Linked DNA regions of Hordeum vulgare: region 1 is linked to region 2. Evidence: chromatin contacts called from public Hi-C data. All regions are on one chromosome and are shown on one strand. Each heading gives the region's core, a stretch centred on a gene start, on an enhancer-like site or on the middle of the called end of the contact. The rest is flanking DNA. Distances are from core to core; before and after follow the strand shown.

Region 1 (4,916 bases), core at 1,890-4,389, 140 kb before region 2:
ATATTACAAATTTATTGGACTTGAAGACAAGCTTGTAGCCATCTCTACATACAAGATATCCGCTAACAACATTTTTATTGACGGAGGGGACATAATGCACATTCTTTAGCCGCACGATCTTCCTCTAAGTGAACTTCAGATCGATCGTGTCAACACCATGAACGGAAGCACTTGAACCGTTGCCCATCAGCACGGAAGTAGTCCCTGCGACCTGATAAGAAGAAAGCATGGAAATATCACCGCATAGATGCACATTAGCACCCGTGTCAATCAACCAATCAGGGGAACGACATACTTAGAGAATAGCAGGAAGTATACCATACCCAACATCCTTCATATCAGTGTCACCAATGACAATACTGGCGATCGTGTCGCCTTTCCCATGTTGACGCTTTTCATAACGATTAGGGAAACTAGGTGCCCAATCATCAGGATCTCCGCAGACATGACAAGCACCTTTCTTCTTGTCAGTCTTCTTCTTGAAGTTGGCGTGTTGCGAAGCCTTGTTCTACCCATCAAACTTTCCCTTACCATCAAACATGCCCTTGTTCTTGAACTTGTGGTGCTGGGAGTTTTTCTTCTGTACCAGATTGGCACTGGAACCTCCCGCAATACCTCGACCATGTATGTCTTTTGCTCTCGCCTTTTCTTCCACATCAAGAGTACCAATGAGATTCGGAACGGAAAACTCCTGCCTGTGATGCTTCAGAGAGGTAGCAAAGTTCCTCCACGAGGGAGGAAGCTTAGTGATGATACCTCTAGCAATAAACTTATTCGGTAACATACAATTGAAGTGCTCAAGTTCTCTAGCAAATGACTGTATCTCGTGATCTTTCTCAACCACTGAGCGCTCATCAGTCATCCTGTAATCATAGAAGTATTCCATGATATACAGCTCAGTGCCGACATCCGAGACCCCCAAACTCGGCCTCGAGTGCTTCCCACATATCTTTTCCATTGTCAATTGACGCATAAGCATCAACTACATTCTCACCAAGAACACTCAAGAGAGGAGCCTTAAACAAGGTATACGTTTTTTGAAAAGCTTCTTCCTATTGAGGATCAAAAACTCCTTCAGGTTTGCCAAGAGTGGCATCATAGGAGCTCATGGTTTGAAACCATAGAACGACCCTCACACGCCACCTCTTATAGTGCACATCCTCAAACATAGAAGGCCTCATGAAAGCAACAAAATCACTCGGGATAAATTGCCTATAATAAGGATTTTGAATTGTTAAAAATATGAGCAATTTACCGAATGATTTAAAAGAGATAAACAATAGATAAAACATGATCATTATAACAAAGACAAGACTAGTCATGCAGACTTGAGAAAAGTAGACCAAGATAACAGAGCCAAGACTAGAGGAGGCAAAAATCATCTGAACATGTGTGTTAGAACAAAATAAATCTAAAACAAATACTAGACCAAGAAACTTAGCATTAGCTTTGGTGTTGGCGTCGGCCATGTCGTCAAAAAAGTCGTCGGCGTTCGTGGCATACGTGATGAAGAGGTCAGTAGTCGCGCAGAACGCTCCTCAAAAACCTTATCACCATTCTCTCGTACATAACTCAAAAGGTGTGCTTTCGAAGGCCTATTGTTCCGAACTGCGGTGCACGCTGCATGCCCGGATAGGGAAGAACTTAGCAGTAGCTCAGAACGCAGCGACGTGAGACGAAGCAAAAGAGCACGCGTGAATGTCTCTGTTGTTTCCATCCTCATACACGTGGGATAATATGCTTTCTTATAAGCAGATCCAACTTTCTACTAAACTAACAATATGAAAGTAAGCTTTAGTCCTACCTCTTGCCTTGTATAAATGGGCTAAGTGAGCCTCTAGAATTTATTAGAAATTCTGAAACTTGTTATTGGGCTTACCCAAAATAGGTCAAATTCCAGCAGACCTTACCTTACACTGCATTTGTCATGAGTATCAATTCTGTGCAACTGAAATTCAATTGCTAACTCCTCTCTTTTCTCTGCTTTCTCCCGGGATAGATTCTTCGTCCAGATCCAGTTGACATGGTCCCTTGGAACGGATAATGTAACAACCACGGATTCCACGATTCTTTTCTCATTACTAGGCCGGCCTCGCTTCTCACTGTATGCCGGACAGTATTAAAACTTGGATAACTCAGGCGACTCGCTGTTGTTTATTCAATCAACGTCATCCAGATACACATAATTCTATCTACTACTAGTACTACAATCGACAAGGCATCGCTGGGTTTCTTGGTTCCTTCGATAATAGAGAAGGGGGAATTAATCCTACCCCCACCCCATCACACCTACTAGATGATGGAGACAACAATGGCACTTGCTGGATGGATAGTACAAAGTAGATAAGATAATCCCGCCTTCCTCGCTGGATGGATTAGGACAAATGAGCGGCGCCACGTCACGGGCTATTAATTAACTGGTGCTAATTGGTCGTCATCATCATCGTCTGGTCTCGATCCACGGCCGGCCGGCCGGCCGGCCGTGATCCGAACGTCTGATCTGCTAGTAGCTCCACCGCTCGTTCTCTTGGCCGTCATCGCCGGTGGCCGCCGGCAGCTGCGAGTAGAAGTCCAGCTCGAAGCACCTCGCTTCCTCCTCCCTCCGTTTGACGGTGTAATAGTGGCGCGCCAGCGCCGCTCCGCCGAGCGCGGCAGCGACCGTGAATCCCGCCGCTTTGCCCCGCCGCCGGCCGCACGCCACCGAGGCGCCAACCGCCGCCGTCCACATCGCCCCTGCATCCAACCAAAATTAGTAAATACCTGGTCTCACATCACAATTACGTCAAAACACCGATCGGAGACGGGAGATCGCGGGAGGAAGGTGGGGTCCGAGAGGCTGAGACTGACCGACGGTGGCGAGCTTGTGCTGGTCCACCCAGGACTGCACCGACGAGCTCATCTTCTCCATCTCCGGTCGACGAGTTCCTGATTTCTTACAATGATTCTCGGATGACTTTCTCTGGGAATGGGGAATTGGATGGGATCAGCGGGTCAGGTTGGTGGCGTATTTGTAGCTGCGCAGAGCGCCCACTGGCTTCTATTGATCGTGAGCTGAAGGAAAAAGATAAATGAAACCAGTGGCCCAGCCACCAGTTTCTGTCGCGGTTTGCTTTGTTGGGTTGCCCCTCTATTCGGAGGTAGCCCGAGGTTTTATGAGGCCCTTCTTATCCAGGTTGCTCGTCATCACGCCAACGACTTAGAAAGTATCTGACAAAAAAAGCTCCACGCCTTGCTTTATAGGTAAAACACATATCATTATACAAGCCAGCCGAAAATAATGGTGTATAAAATAAAGGAAACGTTCTAATTCACTCGGCTGATTTCTCGTTTCTGTAAATCGCCTCAAAAGATTGACACGTGTCCTGTGGAAACGATGCACCGCACTGCCCCGTAACCTTATCCTTTTCCCAGTCTAAGTCGTCCTTCCTCTCAATCGGAGCATCCGATCCCCTCTCTCCCCATTACCACTACAACCTTGCTTTCTTCTCTTCCCGAGCTCCTCACCTCTCCCACCCCCAGTCGACAAGCTGCTGCTTCTACAAGGGGTCCCGTAGCGCTGCGATGGCTACCACTCGACGAGGAGGCGTACCTGCGAGGGGAGCAATGGTGTGCATGGTGTGGGTGGCATCACGAGATCCCGCGGGGCTGCGTGTTAGTGGCCACCGGAGCTGCAGACGACGATGGTGTTGGAGGAGGAAGAGACGAGCATCGCAACATCCCTCCCCCAAAGCTCCGTCGCCTCTGTGTGCTGCGTCACAACATCTTGGCCGCCATCGGGTTGTGTCACAACATGTGACATCGTCGTCGCATGATTCACCACAACACCCCGTCACCGTCACGTGAATCTTTGTCGACGCCTGTCGGGTGCTGCGGTGGAGCTTTGACGGGGGCGGACGTTGCTGCGATGGAGCACGACCGTGCGGTGGTGGAGACTCTGTAGGGAAGCTCCGCCGGCGGCGACGTGGTGCTACGATGGAGCACCACGGTGTCGGTGTTTGCGCTGCAATGAAACGTCGTCGAGATTGTGATGAAGGGCCGTCGAAGCTAGAGTGAAGCGCCGACGTTCGTTCGAGTTCCGGCGAGGTTGCAATGAAGCTCCGACGAGGTTGCAGTGAAGCGCCCGGACGGTTGCTGGAACTCCTGTGAGGTTGCAATGAAGCTCCGACGAGGTTGCAGTAAAGCGCCCCGGCGGTCGTCGGAAGCTCCAGCGAGGTTGCAATGAAGGGTCCGTCGGTGCTGCCATGGGAGACTATTGCGTGCTGCTGCTATGGGAGCTGTGTGGTGCCTCCCGATTCTGCGGCTGGGAGCATTTGAATCGGATGGATGTGGAGGCAGCTTAATTTCGTAACAAATAAACCGGTTAATTTGTAGCAGTCCTCATAAAATAAATACGGAAAAAATAAAAGAGGAGAGAAGAAGGTCTCATTGCGAGCGACAACAAAACAAACCCAAACATATATGAAAGTCACATGAAAGATACATGAAAGCCTGAAGGAGGATAGGTTATCATGAGCAACCGAGCCGCGGGCTCCTTGAACTTCTTAGTCATGTCATGGACGGAGGACCTATCCCGTCATCTGCACAGGGGTCTTCAAATCTATAAGAAATCACATAATTTATAGATCACATCACTAAGCATGGTCGTAAATATATTCTCAATAATAAGTTTATTCCTAATACACCATAACGTCCAAACCAAGGCTCAAAAATTGATCCACATCAATCTTCGGGCCTGACCCGATCAGGCAGATGGTAGGGGGAAGAACTGAGGGAAGCTCGTAGGATACCATCCATTGTCCCGAATCTTCCTAGGAGCACTCCAAATAAACTGGGCGGACACATAGTAAAAGAAGATGTGATCACTATCTTCAACAACATAAAAAATGGGACACATACAAATTGCTGGCCCATTACGT
Region 2 (4,719 bases), core at 752-3,251:
ATGGGGTCAACCCGGGAGGCGCGTCATGGCTGTGGGGAGCTGTTGGGGCGGTGAGGCCAGCCCGATGGTCTCCGACGGCGGGGCTTCGACGACACAGCTGTGGCATCGTTCCTTGGGCAGGATCTCGGGGACGAGGTTGTGCTCTGCTTGGGGTGGACTACAGCTTGGTCAGGGACGAGCTCGCACGGGAGTTGGTCGAGAGGGGGCGCGAGGGATCGGGGCAGCCTTGTCCAGCGGGTCAGCCGACGCGAGGAGTGAGGGAGGCGCGTGTGGTTGAAGACGGGTGCAGGAAGGGCACGGGGCGCGAGCAGGCTTCGACGAGCGAGGGCGAGGTGATGGCACAGGAGCATGGGGATTGCTATGGTTGGTGTTAAGATTAATTAAGATACTTAATTAGAAAAATCCCTGCATGTATTTCAGCAACCGCCGCGTTGGTTCATCGCCTCTCCAAAACGAGGCGTCCTCCCTGTACCTATAATACAGAAGCATCAATGGAAGAGAGTAGATTTTTGATCTCAAACACGTTATCAGCACGCTCCCGGATGAGCGATCTCATTGGCCTCACAACGAGGAGACACGAAGAGACCAAAGCGATGATGTCCCGAAGAAAAGTCGCGGCCTTTGTCTTGCATCCGCATAGACCGGCGGCGTTCGAGGCGACGAGGCTGGCCAGCCCTCTGCAGCCATGCCGTCGGCCCCGTCGCTAGCCATGGTAAGGCTGCTCCCACGAGCGGGTCTGGTGTCCGTGGTACCCAGCGAGCGGCAGTTCTGCATCGGTGGCTGGGTGTGACGTTGGAGTCGTCCTCGGCAAGAGCGTCCGTCTACAACATCAGGATCAAGCAAAGACCAAAGTCCTGATTCTAAACAAGGTGTCTATTTTCCAATTTAACAATTGCAATCAGGAGTTAGTACCTTTTGTCCTCAAGATCTTGCATCGCTCGTTCTTGCGGAGGAGGAGTGGTTCTTGAGATCTTGCCCGCATGACCGTACCCCGAGGCTTATGGCATTGCCGCTCGCCGGTCGCGTTGCACAGGCAGCAGCGCAAGATCTCGTCGGCGCCGCCGCCCGCGCCGCGCCTGTCACCCGCGCGACGCCCCTTACCAGGCCGTGGTCGTACCCGTCCGCGTCGTGGGTGCTCGCACCTGCCCGCGCCGGACCGTGGCCGCGTCCGCCCGTGCCATGGGCGCTCGCTCCTGCCCACACCGAGCCGTGGCCGCCCGCGCCGGGCAGTGGCCGCATCTGCCCGACCTAGCGCGGCTCTCTCGGGCGCACCTTTGGCCTCGGCTACAGCATGGTCCACCCCATGGCCCTCCACTGCTCTTGCTTGCGCTCAGCACGCGGCGTGGACCGCATGGATCGCGGCGCCCCACGGCGCAGCCATGGCCTTCGGCCTCGGCGCGAGACGAAGGTGCACACCGCGAGGGCAGCGCTACTGGCCACCAGCGCAGCCTCGGCGCTGCTCCTCCCAGGACGGTGATGCCTATGGCCGTGGCCCCTGCCCGGACTCCTCGCGGAGGCGTGGCCGCCTAGGCGCGCGGGTGATGGCATCTTACTGCCAGCTGACGGCACGACAACGTCACCCTCCGACATAGTTTCCCACAGCGGAGACGACGACGCTCCCGCAGCCGCAGCCTTGGCCGGCGAGCCAAAACAGCGGCGGGCGGTTACAGGATTTCTCCTGGCAGAAACCGCTTGAGAGTAGAGAGATAGAAATCTTATCTCTTTGCAAGTTTTGCAATTTAGCCCTTGTGGATTTACCTATTTTCTAAATAGGCTAAAACTTGTGTCTGTTATCATTTTATGGTAAATTCCTGGATATTTCGGTATATTGCAGGTTGGTCTAACTATCTGCTACTCGCAACATTAAGGCCACATGCAGATCATCATTTAGCCCATTTTCTCTAGAGTTTTTAAAATTCCAGAATTATGTGGCTGCTATTTGCTTGATCTATAACATGTTCTTTACCGGTACAACGACATTGTTTTACGATTGAGATTAAATTTTCTCGCAAAACAATATTGATTTGCGACTAAGAAATGTATATATTTTTTCTCGCAAAACAATTTCATTGCAATTGAGATTTTTATCTCTTGAAAAGATAAATTCAGTACGTTTAAAGTATTGATTTGCAATTGAGAATTTTCTTCTCTCGCAAAACAATCTCATTGCGATTGAGATTTTTTTTCTCGCAAAATGTTAATTCACCCTGCTAAATTATCTTGCAACTTTATACAAGATCATCTCATTCAATTTGAGGTCTATACAATTCAAGTTTTTCATTTGAACATCAACTTTATAACATCATTACTATTCATTACAATAGTAGTGTATTTCCGTTGAATACGAGGTATTTCAGAATGTATGTATCTCCATGTTCGCTACATGTCGAGATTAATACATTTATTTGTAATTGAGATTTTTATTTTCTTGCAAATAAAAATCAGTTCATCTTAATTGAGCCTTTGGCTTGATACAAGCAAAAATTGGTATGCAAAATTCTAAGTGTTGTTCTTCAAATTGATGCTTGGGATCACAAGGTAGTGCGTAGATCTACCGCTTGCAGATTACCACCATTACTGTTAAAGCCTATATTTTGTCATTCTGACACTATAATTGCTTTACAAAGTGCTCTCCCACACATTTTTCTAAGTCATGACATAAGGCATTACGAGTGAGTATCTACTGACTTCATCAGATTATACTCCCTAGTGTTGCAAGATCTACTCCATTTTGGAGATTATCTTCAAGGTGTCATGTTTAGCAATTTGAGATTCAAACTAATTGTTTCAAATAATTTCTTGAAATATCCATTAATTTTGCTAAGTTCATTACAACATCAACCATGATGGTCTTTAATTTACTGACTGTAAATTAATTGTCTATGGTTTACCCACAACGGTAACATATGGCTATAGAATTTGAGGCACTCGCCCTCAATGGCCACCACTGCCCTATCTCATAGGATAATGTGTGCAATCCAGAATTCACCTCTGGTCAGGATCACACCACTAACAAAAAATGTTGTCTTATACATTATAGGGCATTAGATCCAGATCTCAACATCTGGTTATTCTGTATCAGCAATTCTTGGGACACAATGAACTCAAGGGAAAAGGTTTGAATCTCACTTCAACCTTCAACCCGACATCACTAGTGATGATGGGATCCTATGGACACGAAGAACGTGTGGTTGAATATGACTCAACTAACATGTCTGAAGACATTGTTTAGTCTCTCAATCTCCTGAGTGGTCAACATAATTTATGTCCATTTACGATGTTCTAATAAGAACATAAGTATTGTTTTCATCATATATTGTATATCACAATATATTGCATCAACACTTTGGTACAAATACATTTGTATGTATTCTATATATCTGACAGTGATTTTCTTAAGAATCTTCATGTCTATATATAGATTTCTACAGGGGTCAATCCGATGAAAGATGACATGTGCCTTGTGGACATATGCACCACAAACTCTATACTCAGGGAAGTCCAATGTTTCCACTCTCATCGAGAGAAATGAGATGTTTTAAAATCGCTAGACGCGATGAGGTATTTGTTGGCTCAACTTGAGTCATATTTACTATCCCTGTGGGTACTCGAGTAATGTCGGGATGCTTTATTGCTTCCCAGGTTTAACTCGTACCCTACTAAACTATTGAGTTATCCATCAAAATAGTTTCCATAGCGAAAATTATGATGACAACAAAGAGAAATAACTTCTCTTTACCATATGCAACGGATATGGCAAGCACATTCTCTATGTATCATATTGATTGTAATACACATACGACACACCCCGTAGCACATGTTGCATATGAGATAGTTTTCCAGAGTGTCTTGTACATGACAAACTTGGCATACTCGCCTTGGTCATCGAGACATTGGGTTGAAACCGAAACTATCAGCAATTCCAATAGTTTATGATTATTATGATGTTAAATTCTAACAACATTTGGATTTTATGTGCACTACATGTGACACAGGGAAGCTAATTTTAAGGCCCGCTCACCTTAAAGTCTACGTTGAACCACTCAGACTCCTTGAATGCATCAAGTTGAGGTAAGTGGCTCTTCCCATTCATTGACTAGACTATTTAGGTTTTCCATGGTTCTAAAAGACACATCTATACGATGGTCTCAAGTGTGCTTTGTCCACACGAAACCATTGGCTCATTATCCTGACATCGATTTCAAGCAAATCGAATGGATAACATTGCAGAATTGTCCTTGAGTGCCTTCTCTATGGCTCTTGGATTGAGTCTTAGCAATTTGTCCTAATGTCTAGACTTAAAATGGTTTGCATTATCTTTACTTTGGAGTTGCAACTTATCAACTTTACGTTGGAGTCATGAAGTTTTACACGCTCATGACCAAACTATATACTATTAGTCCTCTCTATCTTTGATACGTGGAAATCTACCAAGTATTTCCCATCTGCGGTAATTCGGTTGCATACCGATATCACCACCCAACATACATCATTGGCCCCTCAACATATAGTTGGGATCTATGTGAGGAATAACTGCATTACTGTCAATACCTTAAGCCCCTCACATAGGGAGTTATTCAAGGCCAGTATGCTGATTAAATGAGGAACATTTCCAGGCATTAGGGGGAGATTTCAAGTACCATAAAGAATGCCAGGAAATTAGTGGAATGTTCTACACATTTCTGCCTCAAATCCACGTGCTCAAAGAACTGAACCATG

The links. A called contact is a pair of places that touch in the nucleus more often than the background predicts.
Region 1: a Hi-C map of seedling shows a contact between it and region 2, with 2.7 times the contacts expected there. The contact joins the promoter of LOC123395005 here to the promoter of LOC123398131 in region 2. A contact is called at or near these places in 2 of 6 Hi-C or Micro-C datasets (leaf and seedling) and 1 of 1 datasets of contacts at active chromatin or transcription factors (embryo).

What each region holds. Positions count from the first base shown.
Region 1 is chr5H:326,057,360-326,062,275 of MorexV3_pseudomolecules_assembly, reverse strand. It overlaps LOC123395005, which reads right to left and starts at 3,139. Exons shown (of 2, transcript XM_045089914.1): 1 at 2,848-3,139; 2 at 2,120-2,733. The coding sequence starts at 2,908. The coding sequence ends at 2,504.
Region 2 is chr5H:325,916,713-325,921,431 of MorexV3_pseudomolecules_assembly, reverse strand. It overlaps LOC123398131, which reads right to left and starts at 2,001. Exons shown (of 1, transcript XM_045092641.1): 1 at 394-2,001. The coding sequence starts at 1,239. The coding sequence ends at 922.